Linked DNA regions of Rattus norvegicus: region 2 is linked to region 1. Evidence: chromatin contacts called from public Hi-C data. All regions are on one chromosome and are shown on one strand. The core of a region is the stretch at or near the end of the contact, and the rest is flanking DNA. Distances in the headings are between cores, read along the strand shown.

The links. Hi-C and Micro-C count contacts between places; a contact is called where the count stands out from the background.
Region 2: a Hi-C map of hepatocytes shows a contact between it and region 1, with 1.7 times the contacts expected there. The contact joins the promoter of Tnrc6b here to the promoter of Syngr1 in region 1. A contact is called at or near these places in 2 of 12 Hi-C or Micro-C datasets (the A7r5 cell line and hepatocytes).

What each region holds. Positions count from the first base shown.
Region 1 is chr7:113,514,109-113,519,100 of GRCr8, forward strand. It overlaps Syngr1 (synaptogyrin 1), which reads left to right and starts at 2,158. Exons shown (of 4, transcript NM_019166.2): 1 at 2,158-2,307. The coding sequence starts at 2,209.
Region 2 is chr7:114,129,831-114,135,233 of GRCr8, forward strand. Tnrc6b (trinucleotide repeat containing adaptor 6B) reads left to right here and starts at 2,744. Exons shown (of 25, transcript NM_138845.4): 1 at 2,744-2,943.

The DNA.
Region 1 (4,992 bases), core at 908-3,407:
CTGGTAGAGCGCTTGCCTAGGAAGCGCAAGGCCCTGGGTTCGGTCCCCAGCTCCGGAAAAAAAAGAACCAAAAAAAAAAAAAAAAAGAAAGTGTGTGCCACCACTGTCAACTACGCAGTAGCCTTTGAAACCGCATAGTCTCTGTGTAAACCACATATCTGTAGATAGATTGGTCGGTTAACTGGTTTCCGGTGTGATGTGTGACGAGGGTGTTAATATGAGTAATTAAGATTGGAATAAAGAGGGGCTGAGGATTTAGCTCAGTGGTAGAGCGCTTACCTAGGAAGCGCAAGGCCCTGGGTTCGGTCCCCAGCTCCAAAAAAAAAAAAAAAAAAAAAAAAAAAAAAGATTGGAATAAAGATCACCTGGCTAGATTACCAAGGTGTGGGTGGGATTATCTAGCTTGCTGGATATTGAAACTGCTCCACCCTGTGAATTTATTGTCATTAGATAGATCATGAAAAGGTAAGAATGTGTTCACCTACATTGTGGCATAGAACTTCGTGCTTCTCTGCTTCTCGGAGAAAATGCTTTGTTAGGTGTGATGGCTAATGTCTGTGATCTCAGTACATGGAATCGTCCCAAGTTTGAACTGAGCCCGGGCCATATAGTGAATTTAGCACTTAAGAGCACTTGTTCTTGGGAAAGGGGGTAACCTCTGAAATGTAAATACATAAACTATGCAATAAAAATAAGATGATGGTGATACTAATACTAATACTACTACTAATACTACTACTAATAATAATACATGTTCTTGCAGTGGCCCAGAGTTTGGTTCCCAGTACCCACCCAGTGACCCACAAAAGTCTGTAGCTCGAGTTCAAGGGGATCCCACACCCTCTTCTGACTTCTTCAGGCACTGCATTTACATGATGCACATATGAACATGCAGGCAAACAGTAATACAAAATAAAGATTAAAAAAATGAAAAAAGGACTGGAGAGATGGCTCAGTGATTAAGAGCACTGACTGCTCTTCCAGAGGTCCTAAGTTCAATTCCCAGCAACCACATGGTGGCTCGCTACCATCTGTAATGGGATTGGATGCCCTCTTCTGGTGTGTCTGAAGACAGCTACAATGTACTCATATAAATAAAATAAATTAAAAAAAATGAAAAAATCATCCTATCTACAAAGTTATAAAGATTTTTCTCTTGTTTTCTTCTAGAAGTTTTATAGGATCATAGTTTAATAGCCGCCTCTAAGATTTCTCATGGGTATGGTAACACAGGCCTGAAACTCCATTCACAGGGATGAAGAAGCAGGAGGAATAGAAAGAAGTTCAAAACCATCCCCTTCCACAGGGTGAATTCCAGAGGCCAGTCTCTACAAGAGACCCTATCTCAAAAACAAAACAAAACAAAAACAACAAATAAAAACAAACAAACAAAAACCCCCAGGAGCCCTAAAGGTCAAACTGTGTTGGGGTTGGTGGGAGGGTGAGGCTTGGGTGTATTTATTGACCACCTATGTTTGTGAGGCCTTTGGATATAAACAAAACCTGAACAGCAGGAGCCCACAGACCGAGGAGACAGTGGAAGAAATAAGTACAATTAATTACTGGATTAAAGAAAGGGGTAGGGAGCTGCGGTGGAAGGGGGAGAGAATCTCACAAGGTCTGTTTTTCTCCCAGTTTTTGCCTCCCTACAGCTCCCTCCAGGTGGGGGTGCGCGTGCATGACGTCATCGGTGGAGCTAGGCAGCAAGGTGGGGGGGGGCGAGGAGGCTCTGCAGATCTCTTAGAGAGAATCATTCCTGAAGCCAGCAATTCAGCGACGGGTTCAAGGAGCCATATACAGTCAAACGGAGCCCCTTTCCTTAATTTTGGGGCAGACAGCGAAAGAGAAGAGGCAAATAAATGAGTAAATAAATAAATATATAACGATAAGGGTTTCCTGAATAGCGCTACAGTCCGGAGGGCTCCCGAAGGCGGAGATGCGTCTGCATTCTCCGTCCACACCCCGACTACGCGTTATTTGGCAAAAAGGTCATCCCGCTGGCAGGGAGCGCGCCCCACACTGGGACCCCAGCTGCACGCGCTTTCTGAGCGCGAGCTTCGGAGAGCTGCACGGGCGGTGCACGATCGCCCCCTGGCGGGGAGCCCCGGACTGCACAAGCCGAGCGCAGGGGAGGGGGGCGGGGGCGCCGCGCACGCGCACGGGCCGGTGGCGCGCGCCGAGCGGGGGGCGCCGCGCGGTGCAGCCACGATGGAAGGGGGTGCGTACGGAGCGGGCAAAGCCGGGGGCGCCTTCGACCCCTACACCCTGGTGCGACAGCCACATACCATCCTGCGCGTCGTGTCTTGGGTAAGGACACAGCAAGGCGGGCTGGGGCGCGGGGCTCCGGGAACTGGCGCGACCTCACCTGGCCCGGGCGGCCCTGCGGACCCAAGCGGATCCTGGCCCCTGCCACCGAGCTCCTTAGCCCCATCGCCGAGACCTCCAGGTTGTCGCTGCCCAGCATCTAGCGACTCGGTTCGCGTGCGCCCGTGGAGACTGAGCCCAAGTTCAAGGCCGTTTATTGGGGGCGCGGATCAGGGCGTGGATCTTTTTCTAGGGCGCACTGCTGCACCTGCCGCGCGCTTTCGGGGCGAGGACTGGGAACTAGGTTTTGTTGCTCACCCTGTACGCTGCGGAGCTCTGAGTCTGGAGCCTGGATACTTGGGTTCCGCCGAGACCCGTATCTGCTTTGCCGCGTGACCTTGGGCACGGAACCACCCCAAAAAAGACCAGGGATACGAGATATTCAGTTCCAAGCTGGGTGGGGAGCGTCACCTCTTATGTCATGCCTCAGTTTCTCGATTTATAGGGGTGGGAGGAGCTTCCTTGAGGCCCCTTTGGGCTCTGACATTTTATGAATCCGCAACTCTCTCATCCTCAGCAAACACCTGAATAGATTCTAAATGTTGTCTGGAGAAAGGTCCCTTCCACGCAGTGGGGAACAGGAAGGTCTGTCTGTTCGCAGTCTTTAGCCCACCTAGTCCGTGCAGGTTCCCCAGTGCTGAATGGGGCTCAGCTCAAACCTGGGGCGGAGGAGGGGGCAGAAACAGCTTGAAGGGTGGCACAGGGGGCTTTGCGCCCTAGGGTAAGGAGGCCTGTAGCTCTGGTGCCCTCTGGGGTTGGCTGGCTTCGTGGAGGGTCTTGCCTATGCAGGTCTGGGGTCCATTCCTGACTAAGACCAGAAGAGCCTGCATTGGTGACAAGGGTCAGGGACCCCTAGGGGTTAGTAACCGAAGTCAGCTGTGACCTGGGCTTGCTGAAGTGCACTCCTTTCCTGGTTTTCAGGGCCATATCAGGATCTGATGGGCGGGATGGCTTGAGATTTATTCTGGTCTTAGGAATCCTTTAAATTTCCTCCTTGTGGGGAGCCCTGTTTCTGTAACTCCTTATGGCCGTGCAGCCTATATATATCCGTGAGGGTTTGTGACACCGAATTTATTTATTCTTGGCCCTCCCCAGCTTGCAGAAGAAGCCCTTGCAGGCTCTAGGTAAAGTGGGAACCCTGGAGGCACCTGCCTGGTCAGGTGGGTTGACCTCGTACTGCTTCCTCTGACCTCTCTGGGGCCCCTGGCTGGGAGGTAGAAACTCAAGCTTTGTGAGGGGCGTGGGCGTTCCTTATGCTTGGGTCATTTCTACTGTTGATGGCTTCATTTAGTGAAGCTTTATTGAGTCTGCCTGGCCCGGAGGGAAGGGAAGGCAGCATGACTCAGGCTCGGCCCTGACGCTCAGGGAACCCACAGTCCTACTAGGGAGGGAGCCAGGACAGGGGTCTTCGCTGTGGAATTGCTGTGCTTCATGGAGGTGATGTCATGTTGATTCTAGTGACACAGAGAGGGCTTACACTTTAGGTCCAGGTAAAAGGAGGACATGCCCGCCAGGAGGAGGAAAAATTAACTAGGTCTAGCACCCACTCACTGATCTTGGGAACGGCAGACGAGCCTTGGAATTCAAGTCTTCCTGCCACCAGAGGACTGGGCTTCTGCTGCAGGGGGATGGCAAATTCTGTAGTCTCCAGATTGGAAAGGCTGTAAAGTTATCAAGTTCAGCCCCAGCCCAAAGCCCTTCCAGACCTCCCAGCTCTGCTCACACACCTGGACCCCAGTCGCTTTAAAGTTTTAGCAATGGGATGTTCTATAAGCTAGAGAAAAAAATGTTTTTTAAAACCTAGATTTAAAAAAGCTTTGGTCCTGGGCAGTGGTGGCTCATGCCTACACCTGGGATGCTTTAGGCAGGTGGATCTCGGAGTTCAAGGCCAGCCTGGTCTACAGAGTGAGTTCTGGGACAGCCAGGGCTACACAGAGAAACTTTGTTTCAAAAAAGCAAAAACAAAAACAAAACAAAACAAAAAAACAAAAAACAAAAACAAAAACCAAAACCACACCAAACCAAAACAGGTTTTGAGCAGTGGTGTATGCCTGTAATCTCAGTACTTAGGAGGTAGAGACAGATGGCTCAGAGTTCAAGGCTAGCCTCAGTTACATAGCAAACTGGAGCCAGCCTGGGCTACCTGTGACTGCCTTAAAGGAAGATAAAGAATTTTGCCCCCTTTCTGATTATTAAAGTAATACCTGCTTATTACTGGACAGCAACATGGGGTTGATAATACCATTGAAGTACACACTTCGGGTGAAGAGGGGCCTGGGGGTATGGCAAGTGTAAGGTCCTGGTCTCTATCGTCAGCTCTGGTGGGAGTGGACGGTGGGATGAGAAAGAATGAACGAGGGGGGCGGAGGGGGGAATGGGAAATTTCATGTTGTGCTGTGTTGTTTCTGTTCCATATTTTTGAATAGTCTGTGCTGTATAGACATCTTAACGTATTCTGGAGTGGGTCCCATGCCTTCTCTTCGTCCTCAGGTTTTTGCATCTACTGTGGAGTCTGGTAGCCCCATACTTTCCCACGGAGCTAAGAGAGCCTGGGCTCTGGGTCTAAGGTGACTGGTTTGCTCAGGTTTGCTCAAACTTTCCTGGCTTTAGCATTGATGGACCCAGATT
Region 2 (5,403 bases), core at 1,494-3,993, 620 kb after region 1:
TCCTGGCAACAAAGACATTTTTTTTTTTTTTTTTATCTGTGGAGCAACCCTTGGACCTTAGGAAAGCTCTTTTTTTTTTTTTCTTTTTTTCGGAGCTGGGGACCGAACCCAGGGCCTTGTGCTCACTAGGCAAGTGCTCTACCGCTGAGCTAAATCCCCAACCCCAGGAAAGCTCTTAATAAACTCACTATGTAATTACTGGACAATTATTTATTGGGGGAGGGTCTTTCATAGACAGATCAGTATAAAGGGACACAAAGAAGAAAACTATTTCAAAGAACTTACCACAGGGATTTGCCCAATAATTCATATGAAACCAACCATCATCTTGAGGGTTAGGACTGAGGCACAGGGGACAGAGACAATGGCTTGGTGGTTAAAAAAAAAAACAAACAGTTGGGGTTGGGGATTTAGCTCAGTGGTAGAGTGCTTGCCTAGGAAGCGCAAGGCCCTGGGTTCGGTCCCCAACTCCGAAAAAAAGAACCAAAAAAAAAAAAAAAAACAGTTGCTACTTTTCCAGAGAACCTAAGTTTGATTCTCAACACCAGTGTTGGAGGCAGCTCAGCTCCAGGATACCCAGAGTCATCCTCTGGCCAGCTCCAGGATGCCCAGAGTCATCCTCTGGCCTCCATGGGACACACACACACACACACACACACACACACACACACACACACGACACATATATACATTTAAATAAACATAGAAGTAAATAGTTTGTGATTAAAAAAAAAGTCAACTTTGAAGGCTGGGAAGGTCTGAACCCCTGACACTTCTCATCTTGTTTTCTCGTTCCTAATCTCCATTTTGAATGCCAGTGTTAACTCTGCCCTTGGAGCCATCCGGTTTCACCTTTTTAGGCCCTTTGTTAGAATTTGACTTGTGATTTCCTCCTCGCCCTTGAGTTGTCCTAGGAATACCTGTCATTTGCTCTTAATTGATGCTTGTGAAATTCCTTGCCTTCCTGTGCTGAAAGGCTGTAAAGAGCCTATTGCTGTGCTACAGTGGCCGTTTTATTGTTAAAGCAGTGCCAGTGAGATTACACAACAGCGTGGATAGGGAAGGGAAACACCATGAACTGCCTCGGCTACAAGGAATAGGGATCTGGGATGGTAAAATGCTAATATACCCAGATGTGGGTTAGAGTTCAGCAGTAGGTTCCTGGAGATCATTTCAGTCCCAGAGGCTGGAGGCTGAGGCACTCTGGTAGTGGGTCCAAAGCATCCTGCCCTCCCCTGGCTGAAATGTGGATTCATTTCCTTTAAAGCTGTCACAGAGAAAGAATCCAGTGGCCAGAAGCCAGGAGCACACACATGGCTTGCTCGACATCAGCAGCTTCTGGAAGCTTTCCAGGAGGCAGAGGACTGTTCTGTTTGCACACAATCAATTATTTCTAAAGGGATTTACTCTTTATCTCACTCTAGACTTAATATCTCCTAATTTCAAACTCTTGAATATTCTTCCAAAGGAGCGAGCTAAAGATGGTTAGAGGTGGGTATGAGTGTTGCCTGGGCATATAAGAATGGTAAAAAAAAAAAAAAAAAGCCATTTACAAAGCCAAGAAACAGAATATAGACTTGTGTGTGCTTCTTGTCAGGAAAAATGTATTGTTGAACTTAGAATGGGGAAGAACGGTTCCTAGGAGCGGGATACCATGGAGAAAATTACAATCTCTCCAAAGTTAGTCTCCAATAATGTTAATGACACTCTTTCTAATTGCCAGACGCTGAATAAGGAATTTGGGTTCTGAAGGAAACAGTTTCAAGATGTTGGGTTGACTGACAGATACTATTCTGAGACACTAAGGCATGTAAGCGAGTCAGACAGGCCTAGGAGCCAATGTATGGCCCCAAACTTCTTTCTAAATGGGTGACCTTGGGTAAGTCTCTTAACCTCTTTTGGCTTTTCTTTCTGTAAAATTAGGGTTTAATCAGATAGTTTCTATAAAGAATTGCGCACCGTATTTGGAATAAAATACAATAAATTATAGTAGTTACCAGTGTCAACTTCCAATGACCAAAGACGCCCCACTTCTCAGCCTAATCGTAGTGTGGCGAATCCGGATCTGACGGACAACACCGGAATGCCCAATAAGATGACGGGGGTCGGGGGTGGGGTGCGGGGGGAAACAGTGAAATCAAACCAATAGCATGGGCCCTTGTTGTTAGCCGCTTTCTGGCTGTTCCACCAATAGCTTAAGGATGTGACTTGGGAGCGACACCCTGACAGTCCAATGACGCACAACCAACCCACACTCAGCAATTCGGAGGGGATAAATCAAGGAGCCTGCACGTATAGATTCCGTTATTAGTGCAGTCTCGAGTGGTGAAAGGAGCTTGGGAGAAACAGTCCCTGAGAGAAGCATTAATGAGCTTTAAAAAAAAAAAAAAAAAAAAAAAAAGGAAGAGATAATGACTGCGCTGGGCGAACTCCGCCGCCATCATGCTCTAGTTTCCCCTTCGTCTCTCTGGGTCCGCGACCGAGGAAGCGGCCTCTGGGATGCTGAGGGGGTGTGTCCCCTCATGATTGGCGCAGGCCGCTCAACCAATCCCAGTTCGGCAAACGGGAAGCACTTAGCCAATGAGGAGAGACGACAGCGGCGAGGACTTAAGAGAGGAGGAACAGCGACTTGACGGGCACGAAAGCTAACCAGTGAAAACTAGAGGCATCCTGCCTGCGGCCAATGGAGTGGGGCTGTGGGCGGGCGCCAGAGTGTTTGTGTTGTGGTTTTGGGGGAGGGAGGCGGAGGGGAAAGTTTGTTTATTTTGTTTTTAGTTTCTGGGGTCCCCGAGCTTCGGGAAGGTGAAGCGAGCGACAGTGACCCCCCTAGCCTCTCAGCCTCCCCGCGACGTCGCCTCTACAGCTTGCGGAGAAGCGGAGACCGCGGTCACCGCTGGGCTCCACAGCGGAACGACGCGCTCTCGGAGCCGGCGCGGCTCAGCGGTGAGTGAGGACCGTGGGCCGCGAGGGCCTTCTCTTTTCTCGCGAGCAGCCCGGAGGAGCGAGGCGGCCCAGGGTGGGCGACTGAGGACGTCCTCGGGGGCGCGCGGCACGGCCCGCTTAAGTGCAGCGAGTGCGTGTCTTCGCGAGCGCGCGCGACCGGAGCGAGCCGGGCGGGAGGGGCGGAAGGGGCGGGGGGAGCGCGCGCGACCCGGGTGGGCCGCGGCGGGCTGGGGCGCTCGCCCGGGGCGCGCTGTGGGATCGCTATGTGCAGACGTGAGGCGGGGGAGGGGTGTGTGAGGGACGTACGGTCACGTCGGTCGTGAGGGCCGGGATGTCCCAAGTATTGGGGCCGGGACAGACCGGCGTCACGCGCCTGCAGGTGTGAGCCGAGGAAAGGGCTTCCGGGTGGGCCGGCGAGGATCCGAGCGCTTCGTGTAGCCTAGGGCCCTCGGAGCTGCAAATGCCTGGCGGTGGGGCGCGAGCATCCGGCGTCCCCGCGCGGCGGGCATGTAGGCATGTGTGCTGGACCCGATGGCGGGGTCCCACAGGCATCCCGCGAGAGCTGCGTGGGGTGGGGGTGGGGGTGGGAGTGGGGGTGGTTGTAGAGAGGCGATGCTCACCTTGAGGAAACAGACGAGGGGCGGAGGGATGACAGAGTTGGAAACAGCCCTGGGAAGGGTTTGCTACCTTCTGCTGGTCTGGTGCCCTTTAATTTCAAACTAACGGATCTGTTAGTCCATAATGGCTAAATAAATATCTGGTCCAGCGAAATTCACTACAGTGGCTATCACGACACCCAAGAACAGCAGCAGCGTCTCATCCGTCCTTAGTTTTGGGTGCAGGTCATCGGTCTGAGACTTTCAGCTCCATACTTTCTCATGTGTCTTTTGGCTGCTTAGATTCTGAATAAAGAGTACCAACCAAGACTCCGTGAATAAAACATCATTTGTACCTCCTTCACAGTTAAACATAGCAGTAAGCTGTACAAAAATCACACATCCTAGCCTTTTGTGAAATGTTTCTCTTCGCTTGTGGGAGATTTCAGTTCTTGACGTTAAAACTATGTGTTCGCGGTGGTTTGTAAAGAGCAGAGCGTGTAGACTGTTGTCTTACACTTGTATGGTGTGAGTATCAATGTAGTAAGTGGGAGGGATATTAGTGTAGTAGACTCTACAGGTAGGCACATACTGGATAACCAGTATCCAGAATACAGATCAGACTGGTTTGTCACTTGAGATGCAATGATGAGGGTTATGATACGTGCTTCTGTGTGGTTTGTTTTGTTTCATTTTTTGAGATACGGGCTCACCATGTAGCCCAGGCTGGCCTGGAACTCACAGAGATCTACCACTTGCCTCTCTTTCCAGAATGCTGGATTCAAGAAGCCCAGTTTAGTTCTTTACTGTTTTAAACGACTTGTCTTAAACTTGATTATCTGAGTAGTGTAGTTTCTGATAGTACTCACAAGAGGAAAAAAACCAAACCAAAACAAAAATTGTCCATGCTATCTGTCTCTGTTAACCCATCATATCCCCCCAATAGAAGCTCTTAAATGGTTTTTGGGTTTTATTTTTTTATCTTTTGAGACAGGGTTTCTTAAATGTTTTTAAATGAAAACAATACTTTTGTTCCATGTCAGTACTGGCTACTGTTCATTGTGTGCTTACACTACATATGTCTTCCTCTCTGTTAGTTTTTAAATCCTTACGTGAAGCCTGTAGGGCAGAAACTCTCATTGTGGTAAGGATGAGGACAGGGCTCCCAAGAGCCTTATAGCTCTCAGGCTTAATCTCCAGTCTGTTTGATTTTTTTTTTTTTTTTTTTTTTTTTTTTTTTTTTTTGTCTTTTGCTCGTTTTTATTTTCACCTCCTGAATTATCTAGGGGGAGAAAAGCATAAAGAACACCGAGAAGCAGAGAAAGGTAGGAAAGGAGAATCCAGACTTCACTGCTAAGTCTTTGTTGCCTGAACCCGGCTTAAGAATTTAATGTTAAATTGAGACTATTCTTGTTTTAGAACTAAGCACCTTAAAAAAAAAATACATCCAACATTTGTTTTTTAATTGACATATTCACTGTGCATAGCATTGAAAAGCTCTGGTTTTGTTTGAGTTTTTTAATTTCTTTTTTCTTAGGTCTTGTTATGTGGCCCAGCTGGCCTCATACTCGTGATCCTCGTGTCTCAACTTCCCCAGTGGAGGAATTACAGACCTTTGCCACCTCAAAAGAGTTGGATCCATCGCCCTCTCTCCCTTTTGGGGGCGGAGCATTGTTTTGTTTTTAAGATCTCACTCTGGACCAGGATACCCTGGAGTTCATTATGTTGCCCGGGCTGGACTTGAACTCGAGGCTTGCCTTAGCCTCTTGAATGCTGGAATTGTAGGTGTAAGCCACCATGCCCAGCTTCTGAAGACTTTTTCTTTCCATCACTGTCCACTAATTCCTTCCTCCCACTCTGGTCT